Linked DNA regions of Mus musculus: all the other regions are linked to region 1. Evidence: chromatin contacts called from public Micro-C and promoter capture Hi-C data. All regions are on one chromosome and are shown on one strand. Each heading gives the region's core, a stretch centred on a gene start, on an enhancer-like site or on the middle of the called end of the contact. The rest is flanking DNA. Distances are from core to core; before and after follow the strand shown.

Region 1 (3,015 bases), core at 243-2,742:
TCCTGGTCTTCCAGGCGAATCATATTTATAGCCCTTCCACGCAAAGGCAAGACCCTGCCAAAATATCCTGTTCGTTTCCAAAGTACAGACGCATTAGGAAATCAGAAAATATGAAATTAGAAGTAGGACCCACTTGTAGACTAGGAAAGGCCCCTTTCAGCCTTACATACTCTGGACTTTCAAGAACATTCGCTCATATGGGGGGGAACTTCCTTCTCCTTCCCCACCCCCATCCCGGTGCAATTTAATACCACTCTCAGTCAGGAACCTTAACCTCGTCATTTTAAAAAATGAGATATCCGCGACCCGGGGTGAACTTGTTGAGTGTAGGTACAGCAGAGGAAATTCTAGACTCTGAGAGTCCCAGACTTGAGCAAGAGATCCCATGCCGACACACTGGCCGGTGTGTGGCCCTGTCTACCTGCGCTCTTCCACTCTGATCCACCCGTCTTGACCTCAGACACCACCGTGACCTAGCCCTTGCCTTACTGTAGTTCAGGCCTCCCTCCGGTCATCGTCTGGTAATATCTCCCTCCTCCTCCTCCTCCTCCTCCTCCTCCTCCTCCTCCTCCTCCTCCTCCTCCTCCTCCTCCTCCTCCTCCCCCTCCCTCTCTCCCTCCCTCCCTCTCTCCCTCCCTCTCTCCCTTCCTTACCCCTTTTTCTTTCTTTCTTTCTCTCTCCTTCCCTCCCTTCTTTCATCCCCCCCACACACACCTATCGGCTGTGGCTCTCCCACCTTCTGCCGCTAGCTCACCCTATTTTTCTAACTTCTCCCAGTCATCATCTTCTCTTTGCCACCCCATCCATCCACCCACCTTCAGTGCTGCCCTCTGTGGATCCCTCAATTCCCTCCCACTGCCCCTGTAGACAATCAGTACAGTAACCAGCTTTCCTCTACTCCGCGGGCCTGAAAGGAGGTCACGCGCGCGCACACTCACATCCACACTTCGAAAGCCTCACCCGGATCAAACCAAGCCACACTGCCCTTTGTTTCATTTCATGGGCCACTTTGCTAGTCCCTTCCTCGTAAGCCACCCAGACTTTGCTCCGCGCGAATAGGTTTCTGTCTCCCCAGGCTCTGGCCCTCCCACTCAGATTTAGAAGGGGTTTGACGCACAACCGTTTTTTCTCCGTCCATTCCATCCTTGTCCCTTTCCTACCATCCCCACCATCCTGCTCCCCAGCTTGAGTGCTAGCTCCTGCCACTGGTCAGCTCCTGTCGGTCGGTAGTTGCCTCCGGCCCCTGATCCTCCGCTCCTCCCTCCTGGGTTCTGTCCGGGACCGCAGTCTCCTGGGCCCCTGGGCCTCACTTCTCAGCCCTAGTGGTCCCCTGTCCCCTCGATCGCCCCTGCACGCTCCCCCACCCCCGCAGTGGCCCAAGGCTGTGCTCGCCCCTTGATCGCCCAGCGTACAGCAGGCTCGGCCGCCCGCCCGCGCGCCACTGTGCACTGGAGTTTGGTGGAATCTCTGCTGACGTCACGACACTCCGCACACGGAGTCGGAGCGGAGGGAAGAGAGAGGGATGAGAGCGAGGGAGGGGAGAGAGAGTGCGAGACCGAGAGAGAAAGCCGGAGAGCAGCAGACAGAAACTGCCGGCGCCCGCTAGCTTTAGCAGCCCCCCGCGTGGACCCTCTCGGAACTTGGCACCCTCAAGATCCCCGCAGTTCCACCCAGACCCGCTCCACGGCGCTGGCTGTGCAGCCCGAGCCTCGGCCGCCTGGCAGTCACCCTGGGAAGCGGTGGGACGGGGAGACAGCCGTTCTCTCTCCGGTAGCCGGTAAGTGGAGGCCCTCTCTCCCACAGAGCTGTGAGATAATGCGAGTCTGGAAATTTGTTCCACTCTGGAGAACCTCCGCCGTGTATGATTTGTGGCTCGCCGGGCTTGTTTCTCCAGATTCAGCGCAGTTGGCAAACAGATCTTACAGAGCCCCTGTTCCGTTCGCCCTCAATCGCAGACACTAGAACAGTCCTACCCGGCGTTGAAGTCGACTGGAAGCCAGGCATGGCTGGCAGTTAAAACGAGGCATCTTCCCTGAAATTTCGATGCCAACAGGGTAGGGAGAAATCCTCCAGCTGAGGATTAGCCCAGTCAAGATAAAGGGCCAGCTACAAAGTTTCAGCTACTGGAATAGATTAGCCCCTTCCCATCATTACCCATTGGAAAAAAAAGGAGATTCCATCTTAACCGGCGGTTAGTGACCTCTCAGGCCCAAGCGAATTACCTGAGAGCCAGGCCTAGATGCCAACCCGCACAATTACTTCGGATTATAAATCCTTTAAATTGATCATCAGTCAACTCCAATCTTGTACTGAGGGAGATGCATTTTAAACGGATGCGGAGAGGCCACTATTTTGCAACTGGTAACTAAGTAAAAACATGCGATTCCAAACCAGCGAAATACAGTCCTTTTATTCCAATTAAATCACCTTCCCTAAACAATTTAGAAATCAAACTATCCTAGGAGGCTGGGATATTTTTGTTTTTATTCTATTTTGTAGGACTACCGTATTTTTTTGAGGTAAATTAAAATGGGGAGAGAGTCTTTTACTATTATGAATTACAATAATATGCATTCATACATTCTAAACGATTTAACGAACAAGTAATTTGATTTTTAAGAGATCTCTGCATCCTTTTCAGACCATTAGTTACAATTAAAGATATTTTATTCTCATGCAGTATCATTTAGAGGAGACTCCACCTAAAACCAATAATTTCACAGAAACAAAGATTGTTACTGAAGTGAATTGAGGACTTGTTGTTGTTGTTGTTGTTGTTGTTGTTGTTGTTGTTTGGGGGGCGTTGAAAATGAGCACAGTATTCCAATAATCAAAGTTTAGTTTCAAAACAAAGTAGCTACTTCACTTATGGAATGTTTTGCTTTGCCTCAGCAAAACTACGCCTAAGTTACTGCCCTGCTTTGTCCTGTAAGCTGAGCACTGTAGCTCCAAAGCTCCAGAAGCACACATTCCACAGAGCTTTAAAGAAAGCTTGCTCATGGTGAAGCACGGGGC
Region 2 (3,015 bases), core at 378-2,877, about 30 Mb before region 1:
TGAGGCTTTTAGGCCTCTGCTCTGAAATAGGAGATTTTTTATTCTTTCTTTCCCTCTTTCTTCCTTCCCTCCGTTCTCTTTTTGGCCTCCGTATAAGTCTGCGATCTGAGGCCTTATGCCATTTATCCATGAGGATAAATAACTTGGTGAGCGGTTGGATAACAAAAATGGTGGGGGATGTTGTTTTAAGTTCCTAGGTTATCTGTGGTGAATGAACGGTCCTGAAAGCTTTAAAAGTGAGGCGTGGGAGCAAAGGGAGATCATTAGTAAGAGATGAGAGCCAAGTTCTGGAGATGAGGGGATTTGAAGAAATTTTGAAAAAGTTCCTTCCCAGCTATCAGAAGTCTTATCTATCTCCCCCCCACCCCCAACCCCGGCACCCGCTGTGGGTTCTTTGGAATAAGAGCCCGGGATAGGCGAAGCGCAGCTCAGAGTCTGCTGCGCTATGAAAGTTACTATTTGTGTGGTGCAGGGGCCCAGTCTAGCAGGGTAAGTTTGCAGACCCCGAGGCAAGCTAAGCGGCCCATGCAGGTCTCTTAACTCTCAGCGTGTCTGTCTCCTCCCTCCATCAGGTAGAACAAGGAGCGTGAAGTCCTGAAATGTTCAGTTATAAGGCCGAATGGCAGCAGGAAAATTTTTTGTTGTTGTTGTTTCGTTTTGCCTTAACCGGACCCGCTTAGAAAGTCATTGATCTGGAACACAGTAGAAACCTGCGTAGAGAAATTTGGGCAGATCTCAAAGCCCCTGGGGGCATGGGTGATATGATCAGAAATATCTTCTGCCTTTTTTTTTTTTTTTTTTTTTTTTTTTTTGAGGAGAGGGACAGGTTAGCATTTTGTCACAGCATCAGCTTCCCAGATCTGCATCTGAACTGAGTATGATAGCTAGCTCTATTAGATCCTGAGAGTTTGGAAGGAAACTGTATGGATTCGTATTTGGACTTGTAGAGTCTATAAGGGCGAAGATCAGATTTTGACTTTGAGCTGTCCCGACTGCCCTCCTCCTACAGAGAAACAAGTCGGGTGCCGGGAAGCCAGGGGTTAAAGTTGGCAGAGAAGCATCCTGGGGATGGCCAGCGCACAGCCTTGGCCCGAGCCTCAGTCTCTCCCTTCTCCCCATTGGCCCGAGCTCTCGGGCTTTCTCTTGTTCCTTTCTTGCCATTGGCTGGGGGCTGGCTTTCCTCCCCTCTGCCTTTTTCTGCTCCCCCTCCCTTTTCCCTCACCCCTCGGACAGGAGCTCACTGCCTACCCCCTGTTCCTCGGGAAGGGAGGAATTCAGGGGGGAAAAGTTTCCCAGAAGTTTGGATCAGGGAAGGACGGGAAGAACGAGTGGGGAAGGGGGAGAGGGAGGAGAAAAAGGAAGAGGGAGTGAATTTAAAAAAAAAAAAAAAAAAGAAAGAAAGAAAAGAAAAAAAAAAAAGAAAAGATGAAGTTCAGTCAGCAGAGTTTGTGAGCGCCTGCCCGGGTGGGTGGGGAGCTGGACTCAGTGCTCCATGCAACGGGCGGGCGGCGTTCCCCGCGCTAGTTCCTAGAGGCTGGGGCAGCTGGGGGCACCGGTCTGATCCGGCGGTCGAGGGCGGGGGAGGACACGGAGGGAGGGCGCAGATCACCCGCGGAGCCGCCGCCCCAGTTTCGGCCGCGGCGCCGCCGCCTCTCCAGGGCCGGGTCGGCGGGCGCTCGGAGCGTGCGGCCGCGGGGCTGCCAGCTCAGTAGCGCGGGCTAGAGGAGACCCGGGTGCGGGCGGCTAAAATGAGTGAACGGAGAAGATCTGCAGTCGCCCTGAGCTCCCGAGCACATGCCTTCTCCGTTGAAGCCTTGATCGGCTCAAATAAAAAGCGGAAACTGCGAGACTGGGAGGAGAAGGGGCTGGACTTGTCCATGGAGGCGCTGAGTCCCGCAGGCCCACTCGGAGACACAGACGACCCGGCGACACACGGCCTGGAGCCCCACCCGGGTGAGTGTGTCGGATCGGACGACGGGAGGCGGGTGGAGAAGGAACACCAGCCGGTATCCCCGCGAGTGGAGGGAGGCCCTGCCTGCTGACTCCCTGCCTCACTCCGACGGGGGTTCCTTTTTCTTGGCATAAATACCTTGAGCCTCCCTAAATTCGCCGGAACCAATTTGGGGGCCTGGCCCGAGCCTTGCATTTTAATCGCCAATTTCAAGGCCTACTTGCGTCCATCCCCCTTCTCTTGTGTCAGAGACTGAGGGCTGCGGGTCCCTGGGTTTGAAAGAGCTCAGTCAAAGACACTGGAGAAAGAGCCCAGTGGATCTGAGACTTGCTTCCGTGCTTCTGAGAGCCCCCGAGTGCTGCCAGACGAAGCCTATAAGGCAGCCATGGGAAATGTTCCGGTTTTCTCTTTTAGTTTCTCTCTCAACTAAGTTTTAGATGGTGGAGTATAATTATTTCTATTTCACTGGGGACATAGTAGATAGACACTGTATCCTGAGACCCAGGTCTTTAATCCGTGCCCACATCTCAGTATTTGGGTGGGTGCACGTTTCAACTAATTTTCTTAGATCTCTCCATATTGTACATAATTAATATGCACAAAACACTTAAAACTCAAGGCGGATGTCAATGTGTGTATTTTAACAGAACCCTAAGAGGGAGAAAACAGCTTCACATTTTGTATTTAGTGCCAAGATTTCAACAGTGCAAAACAGCCCGGGGGAACAGCTGTTGTCAAAATCCTGTAAGCACGCTCACAAACACTACACTCATAACTCGGTTTAGCGGCTTCAGAATATTTTCAACAACTAGTATTTTCAGCCCAGATTTCTAAGGCCCTGCAGAAGGTGTCCCTGCGGACCAGCTAGGATCCAGGACTAGACTCCTTGTCCTACACGGCTTGGGGGTGGGGGGGAAGAGTCAGGCAGCCGCCCACACAGGAATGGGAGCAGCAGTAGGCTCGGGAGCTTGAGGATCCTGGCCTGAAAGCTAGCCAAAGCCCGAAGAGGGACAGCTGTCGCTTACATTTTCTCTTTCAGCAGTGACAGTTCAGTTTCCACGCTC
Region 3 (3,015 bases), core at 307-2,806, about 25 Mb after region 1:
GTGGGATTTAAGAAGCCTGGTGTTTGTTCCGACAATTTGAATGAAAATGCTTCAGATTAAACGGAGCCAGCAGCTCTTTGGTAAACTTGAAGCAATTAGAACCGTAAGCGATTTACACTGGTTTCTTTAAGGTGTGAATTGCCACTTAGTGCTCAGTAAGTCAACATTTTAGCTACTAAAGGATTAGTTTTAACCAGTGCAAAAGCGGGCCGAATAATGGAAATATCCAGCTGAATTTAATTTGTTCCATTAAAAAAAAAAAAAAACTCACCCAATGCGGGTCAGAATATTTTAGAGCACGCGGACGCGTCGCTCAAGTGTCCCCAATCCCTGGCTGCACTTTCAGTTTTGTTCTATAAACGAATGCAATCTCTCTGAGAAGTCTAGTTTAGGGCGAGTGGGTCCGCGGATTCCAGCAGCCCACACCCCTCGCTTTTGCGTCCCTTTGTCTCCTTTTCCTCTGTCTTCCGAAAGCTCCAGGTGAGCCAGCGGCCGCACGCCTGGGTAGCCCCGGCGCAGCTGCTCCCGGGCGCGTCTTCGTGGACAGAAAGCATCCAGACAGAAACGCTACCCGCAACCGTCAGACAAACACGAAGCCAGCACTACTCTGCCCATGTCCAGCCGATACCCCCACCCCGGCCCTGCTCTCCAACAGTTTAGGAACCGAGTTCCACCATAAAATGCGAGCACCCACGGGTCTTGCCTCCGGAGTAGGTGACAGCTTGCCAGGTCTCCCCGTTAGGCTCGCCTCGTACTGCGAAATTTGCCCTTTTGGTATTTCCAACGAAATCGTTCTTTTGTCCCTTTCTAAGAGCGGGCGGGCCCTGGAAGACTCAAGTCCCCAGGTCTGTCGCCGCCGGGTCTCAAGCCCCACATTCACCTTATCCGTGGCAAGAGCCAGCGTTCAGCAGAGCGCAGCCATTGGTATCTGGTGCCCTGAGACAAACACCTAGACCCCCGGCCCCTGCCCCAGACTGCCGCGAACAGCCCGTCACGTAGAATACAAGCAGGACTCACGTTGCCCCGTGAGCGTCTTAGGCTCCAGGTTTCGTCTCCCAAATTAGAGTGTCCATGCCTTAGGTTAAGTGAGCCCGTGGGGAGGGGACGGAGTGATTACTACCTAACGCTACTACGTAATAAAAAAAATTGTCAGGTCTGGAGACGAGGCAGTGACAGGTAGTTTCCCAGCCTGGTTTAGGGGCCGGACAACTCTCTTCTCTCAAGGAAACTCCTATTCAACAGATCCCGCCCGGTGTAGGCTCGCTTACCTTCTCGCGGGGAACCGCCAGCTCCGGCACTTCCTTTCCCTCCAGCTTACACACAAACATCTGATCGCTCTTCCAATACATGGCCCCGCAGGCGCTGCTCGTCACATACCAGCTCCAGAGGGTCAGAGGCTGTGGGTGTCCGCAGTGTCCCCTCCTCCGCCCCCAAAGGCCAAGGAAAGCTAACAGGCAGAACAGCGATGCCACCAGTGTGTCTTGTTCCAAAAAGGCCACAGTGACCGTAACCACTCTCTGACCCACTGTTCTTCCTCTCTCAGCCACACTAAGGCCTGTCCCTCCAGGAAAAGAGGGAAAGTTGTGTTTTCCAGAGGGTGGAACCTCGCAGAGAGGAGGGGGTGTGGGGGAAAAGTCTTTTCCTGAAGGGACAGCCTCACCTCCTTATGAAAAACCCGCCTTCTCTACATGTTAAGATCTTTATCTGCACCAGACAACTTACTCTGAGTTCAGTGTTAAAGGTGGGGGGGAATTGCGGATGTCCGTTAACTTGCCTTTTTTTTTTCTTTTTAAGAATAAGCTTTCTGCCTCTGAGTTGTCTTTAAATTCTCGCTCCCCAGCCAAAACCTAAACAAAGATTCGGGTTACAGCTCTTTCAGCGGCTCACGGAGGGAAAGCGGAGGTCTTCTGGATTCCCAAGTCTTAGGTCTCCCTAAATGCGCACCAATGGTTCTCTCTACATTTTCGAAAGGTTTTCCCGTTAAGATAATGAAGGGACAAACGAAGGACTAGATTTGATTCGCGACTAGATTTGAAATCAAGGATACAAGAAAAACGAAAGTATGTTACGATTTTTTTATTTTCTTTAATTCTAGACAAACGGTATGCCATAGATAGACTGCTGCGCACTCCACATTCCCGTGCTTAAGTGTGAACGTTTGAATGTGAGTAGGGTAGAGATAATTTTTATCTGAATTGGAAAGTGTGAGGTTTTTTGTTTGTTTGTTTATGAGGTCTCACTTTGTTTATAGAAGAAAAATTTTGTAAGAAGTTATTTTTTAATTACTTTTATTTATTTGTCCCTTTAGATAAGCAAAAGAGAAACGTTTGGAATTTAAGTGATATAAGAACATCCTGGAGTCAGTTTCTCAAGCCTTATAACAAAACCATGCTTTTGTTACCTTAGTTAGACAGAAATATATGTAGTGAAACACAAGGAAGAGCAATCTTACTCCCTTGTCTTATTTTAGCGGGAGAAGAAGAACCCAGACCAGCCATCAGGGGTAGTGGAGGGGCCAGCAGCAACTAATGCTGACCACACTTTCTCTGGACAAAATGAGCATTGGGGTGGGCAGGGATTAAAGGTTTTCTTTGATTGCCCCTTTCCTCCTTAAACACAGAGGACGTTTGAACATACGCCATCTCGGCTCTCCTTTTCAGCCATTACATACACTTTCATATTAGCACCCTCTGGCCGATGCCCATCAGGAGATCTCCATTAAATTTAGCGTGGAGTATGAGGGACCTGAGATTTAAGAATCGACTGTATTCTGGTAAAGCATAGAACGGTGGAGGTTTGGACCGACTGCCCGAAAAGCTAAATAGTGGTTGTTGTTGCTGCTGCTGCTTCTGTGGCTTCTGCTGCTGATTTTCGTCAAAAGCGAAAATCAGGAGTGGGTGAGGGAATCCACATAATAAAGTATTTTCCATACGATTCTGATCAGAGATGAGAGAGAGAGAGAGAGAGAGAGAGAGAGAGAGAGAGAGAGAGAGAGAGAGAGAGAGAGACTGGTGC
Region 4 (3,015 bases), core at 285-2,784, about 22 Mb before region 1:
CAAATTAAGCTGCTTGGTAACTTTGTTGATTAGATGCCCTGAAATGATACAACCTTCTAGACAGTCAACACTACCTCATTGACAATTATGGAAAACCTTTTATTAATAATCAGTTCAGCAGTGTCCACAGCTGAGAGCCAGTGGACTCCCCTCTGGTAGAGGCAGAGGGGAAAACCTCATTTTAAGCCAGGCTTCTCTAGCTGGAAATATCAGCCCCAGGTGCTCCCATCTCTGCCTAGCCTGCAGTCTGTGATTAGGGGCCCTAATGGCCATAATGCCTCCAATGTGGTGTTTAAGCCAATAAGGCTTCAGAAAAGTTACGGTATGTTTAATAATGGCTTAATGACTCCTTGTGAGATGCAAGGCTTCTGGTTCCTGTTTGGCCTTGATTTACAGCCCAACTCTGGCTGAGGACAGCCAAGAAACCTCCTCTAAGCCTCCAACGGAAGAGGGAGGTGTTCACACCAGGCCTCTTAGATTCCTTTTAAAAATGAGAATTCAAATAGAATACAAATGATGTTTGACTCCCTGCCCCTCTCGCTAATCTCCAGGGGTCCTAAAAATATAAATGTTTTAACCCGGACCTAAGGGATCTTTAAGCTCGGGTCCAAAGGACCTCTGGTATTTCTTCCCAGATCTTAGGCACAGTAAGGATTATTCAGTTTCAGAAAGGCTAAGCTATACCCTAATCCTAGGCTTCCTTTGGGTCGAGGAGACTCACCTTTGGGAGATGCAATCCTACCCTCGCTATGTCTAAAATAGCAAGCCTGAAGCAGTTAATTTGCAGTGGATCTGAGTGACATTCAGTTTATGCTGCTCAGAAGGACAATGACCCTTCTGCTCTTCCATAGCTGACCCAAAAAGCTACCTGGGCAGACCACTGTGAAACCTAGAGATCTCTCTGTCTGTTTTGGCCTGCCTGGGCTTTGGAACTCACCACCAAATGTAGATGGACCACAGTCAGCTGAAAACGCTAAGTGAGAGGTTCAAATCACAGATAATCAATGACAGTATTGAGGCCCAAGCTCCCAAGCCCCCTGCTGTTTCCACAGCATCCAGTCTCTAGGATGTCCAGGCAAAACAAGTGTCTAAGGGAGATGCCCTTGCTTTTTTCCAGCTACCAGCAAAAATAAACCGAGCAAGGTGAAGGGGAAACTCTACCACAGTAGAGGCCTCTCTTCTCAGACTGATGTCAGATCAGGCCTCAAAGAGAATGTTGGAGGAGGGATGGGGGAGGGTGCGGGGGTGGGGAGGATGTCTGCCCTCACCGTTTCACCTCCCCAGGGCCAAGAGCCACTAAGATGGATATCAGGACTTGAGGGTGCAGCTCAGAGCCAAGGACTCACCCGACTGCTAGACAAAAGGGATCCTGCCCTCGAAAGGAAGCAGCTTCCCTCTCTTCTCTTCCAACTGCTTGTGATACCAGACTCGGGGTGAATGGGGTGGGGTGGGGGTGTTCCTGGGCTCCGAGGGGTTAACCCGCACGGGGCCGCACGTGACGTGGATGGTTCCAGCATTAAGTCAGAGGCGCGGCCCCCTCTCCTGCCCCCCACCCCCCGCGGCGCGCGCCGCTCCCGGGGGCTCCGCGCCCCCGAGCCCAGGTCCCTCCCCCTTGGCTCACAGGCCGCGCGGGTTAGCGGGAGCCCCGGAGCTCCGGCGGCCTGTGAGCCCGAGCCGGCATGGACCCCGAGCGCTGCGCGCCTTTCTCCGTGGGGCCGGCGGCCGGTCCTTACGCGGCCGCGGGGGACGAGGCTCCGGGTCCCCAGGGGACTCCCGATGCTGCGCCTCACCTGCACCCCGCGCCACCCCGCGGTCCGCGCCTGAGCCGCTTCCCGGCCTGTGGGCCCCTGGAACCCTACCTCCCAGAGCCCGCCAAGCCGCCCGCCAAGTACCTGCAGGACCTCGGGCCAGGCCCGGTGCTCAACGGCGGCCACTTCTACGAGGGCTCCGCGGAAGGTAACACGCCGGGGGTCGGGGGTGGTGGTGGAACCCCATGTCGTTCTTATCCCCAGCCCTTCCTGGTCTCCCCGACTCTCCCGCTTTCTTGCTTCTTAACTTTGGGTACGTCTCGCATTTTCCACGATTCCCTCGCTAGATCGCTGCTGGCCTGGCCGGACAAGGCCAGGGCATTGGGGACCGCAGAATCGCCTGTGTCCCCGGCCGGCAGAGGCAATGGGAGGCGGGAGGTCAAAGGAGGGTGGAGTAGGGACGATCTTGGGCCCATTCCGACCCCCAAGGTGATTGAACCTGGGAGGAGAGATCGCGCTCATCCGGAGCCGAGCCTCTCTGCCACCGACCCAGAAGAGGGGACTGGGTGGAGGGCCCCGGAGCCTAACTGGGCCCCAAAGCTGGGAGAGAAGAGTTCTGCTTTTGTGCATGGCGCCCGCTGAGGGCGTAGAGGCTGGGCCTCGACTTAGTGGCCAAACTGGACTCAGCGAGGGAAAGGCTGTGTCCTGGACTTACCCAGCTCTCATCCTCGGGCCCAGCCTCTGCAGGAAAAGGTTTTCTGATGCCGTTAAGTCGCTCCGCAGAGTGGCGGTGGCTGCTCCCCCTCAGAACTGGGACTGTCTTCAAGATCAAATAACTATGTTCTTGTTTCTCAGATTAACTTGGCCTCCCCGTCGCCACGGGGATGGCTACCCTTCTTGCAGTTGGCATCTCGGCACCGAATCATCACCGCTGAGCCGTCGGAAGCGGTCCCGAACTATCCTAAATCCCAGGGCGCATCCCACTCCGGGGACCGTGCCCTGTGTGCTAAGGCGGGTCGGACCGTACCATTATCTGAGAATGCGCCTGAGTGGCAGGGCCTGCCAAGACTCTTTTGCCGCCCACTGTACTCGCTGACCCACGAGTGGCTCAGCACCCACGCCCACCCCTCGTATGCAGCCACATTTCGTAGCCTAGACCCAAAACTAGATCCCGGGAGATCCGCCAATGCGGCAATCGCCTGCTCCTCGCGGGCCTCCTCAGAGAGGCTGGGCAGCGAGCAGCTCCTGGCTTCGTCCCGTCCGGGTG

The links. Promoter capture Hi-C pulls out the DNA fragments that hold promoters and counts their contacts. Hi-C and Micro-C count contacts between places; a contact is called where the count stands out from the background.
Region 2: a contact with region 1 is called in a promoter capture Hi-C map of embryonic stem cells, with 6 read pairs. The contact joins the promoter of Tbx15 here to the promoter of Pitx2 in region 1. A contact is called at or near these places in 3 of 39 promoter capture datasets (cranial neural crest and embryonic stem cells).
Region 3: a contact with region 1 is called in a promoter capture Hi-C map of second pharyngeal arch cranial neural crest. The contact joins the promoter of Lhx8 here to the promoter of Pitx2 in region 1. A contact is called at or near these places in 4 of 39 promoter capture datasets (cranial neural crest, embryonic stem cells and second pharyngeal arch cranial neural crest).
Region 4: a Micro-C map of embryonic stem cells shows a contact between it and region 1, with 14 times the contacts expected there. The contact joins the promoter of Alx3 here to the promoter of Pitx2 in region 1. A contact is called at or near these places in 1 of 39 promoter capture datasets (cranial neural crest) and 3 of 484 Hi-C or Micro-C datasets (all in embryonic stem cells).

Annotation. Positions count from the first base shown.
Region 1 is chr3:129,198,386-129,201,400 of GRCm38.p6, forward strand. Pitx2 (paired-like homeodomain transcription factor 2) reads left to right here and starts at 1,493. Exons shown (of 5, transcript NM_011098.4): 1 at 1,493-1,777. Gm40149 (a long non-coding RNA gene) reads right to left here and starts at 524. Exons shown (of 4, transcript XR_867634.2): 1 at 1-524.
Region 2 is chr3:99,252,133-99,255,147 of GRCm38.p6, forward strand. It overlaps Tbx15 (T-box 15), which reads left to right and starts at 1,628. Exons shown (of 8, transcript NM_009323.2): 1 at 1,628-1,953. The coding sequence starts at 1,749.
Region 3 is chr3:154,329,004-154,332,018 of GRCm38.p6, forward strand. It overlaps Lhx8 (LIM homeobox protein 8), which reads right to left and starts at 1,557. Exons shown (of 9, transcript NM_010713.2): 1 at 1,269-1,557. The coding sequence starts at 1,349. It overlaps AI606473 (expressed sequence AI606473), which reads left to right and starts at 1,818. Exons shown (of 3, transcript NR_040387.1): 1 at 1,818-2,060.
Region 4 is chr3:107,593,497-107,596,511 of GRCm38.p6, forward strand. Alx3 (aristaless-like homeobox 3) reads left to right here and starts at 1,535. Exons shown (of 4, transcript NM_007441.3): 1 at 1,535-1,956. The coding sequence starts at 1,680.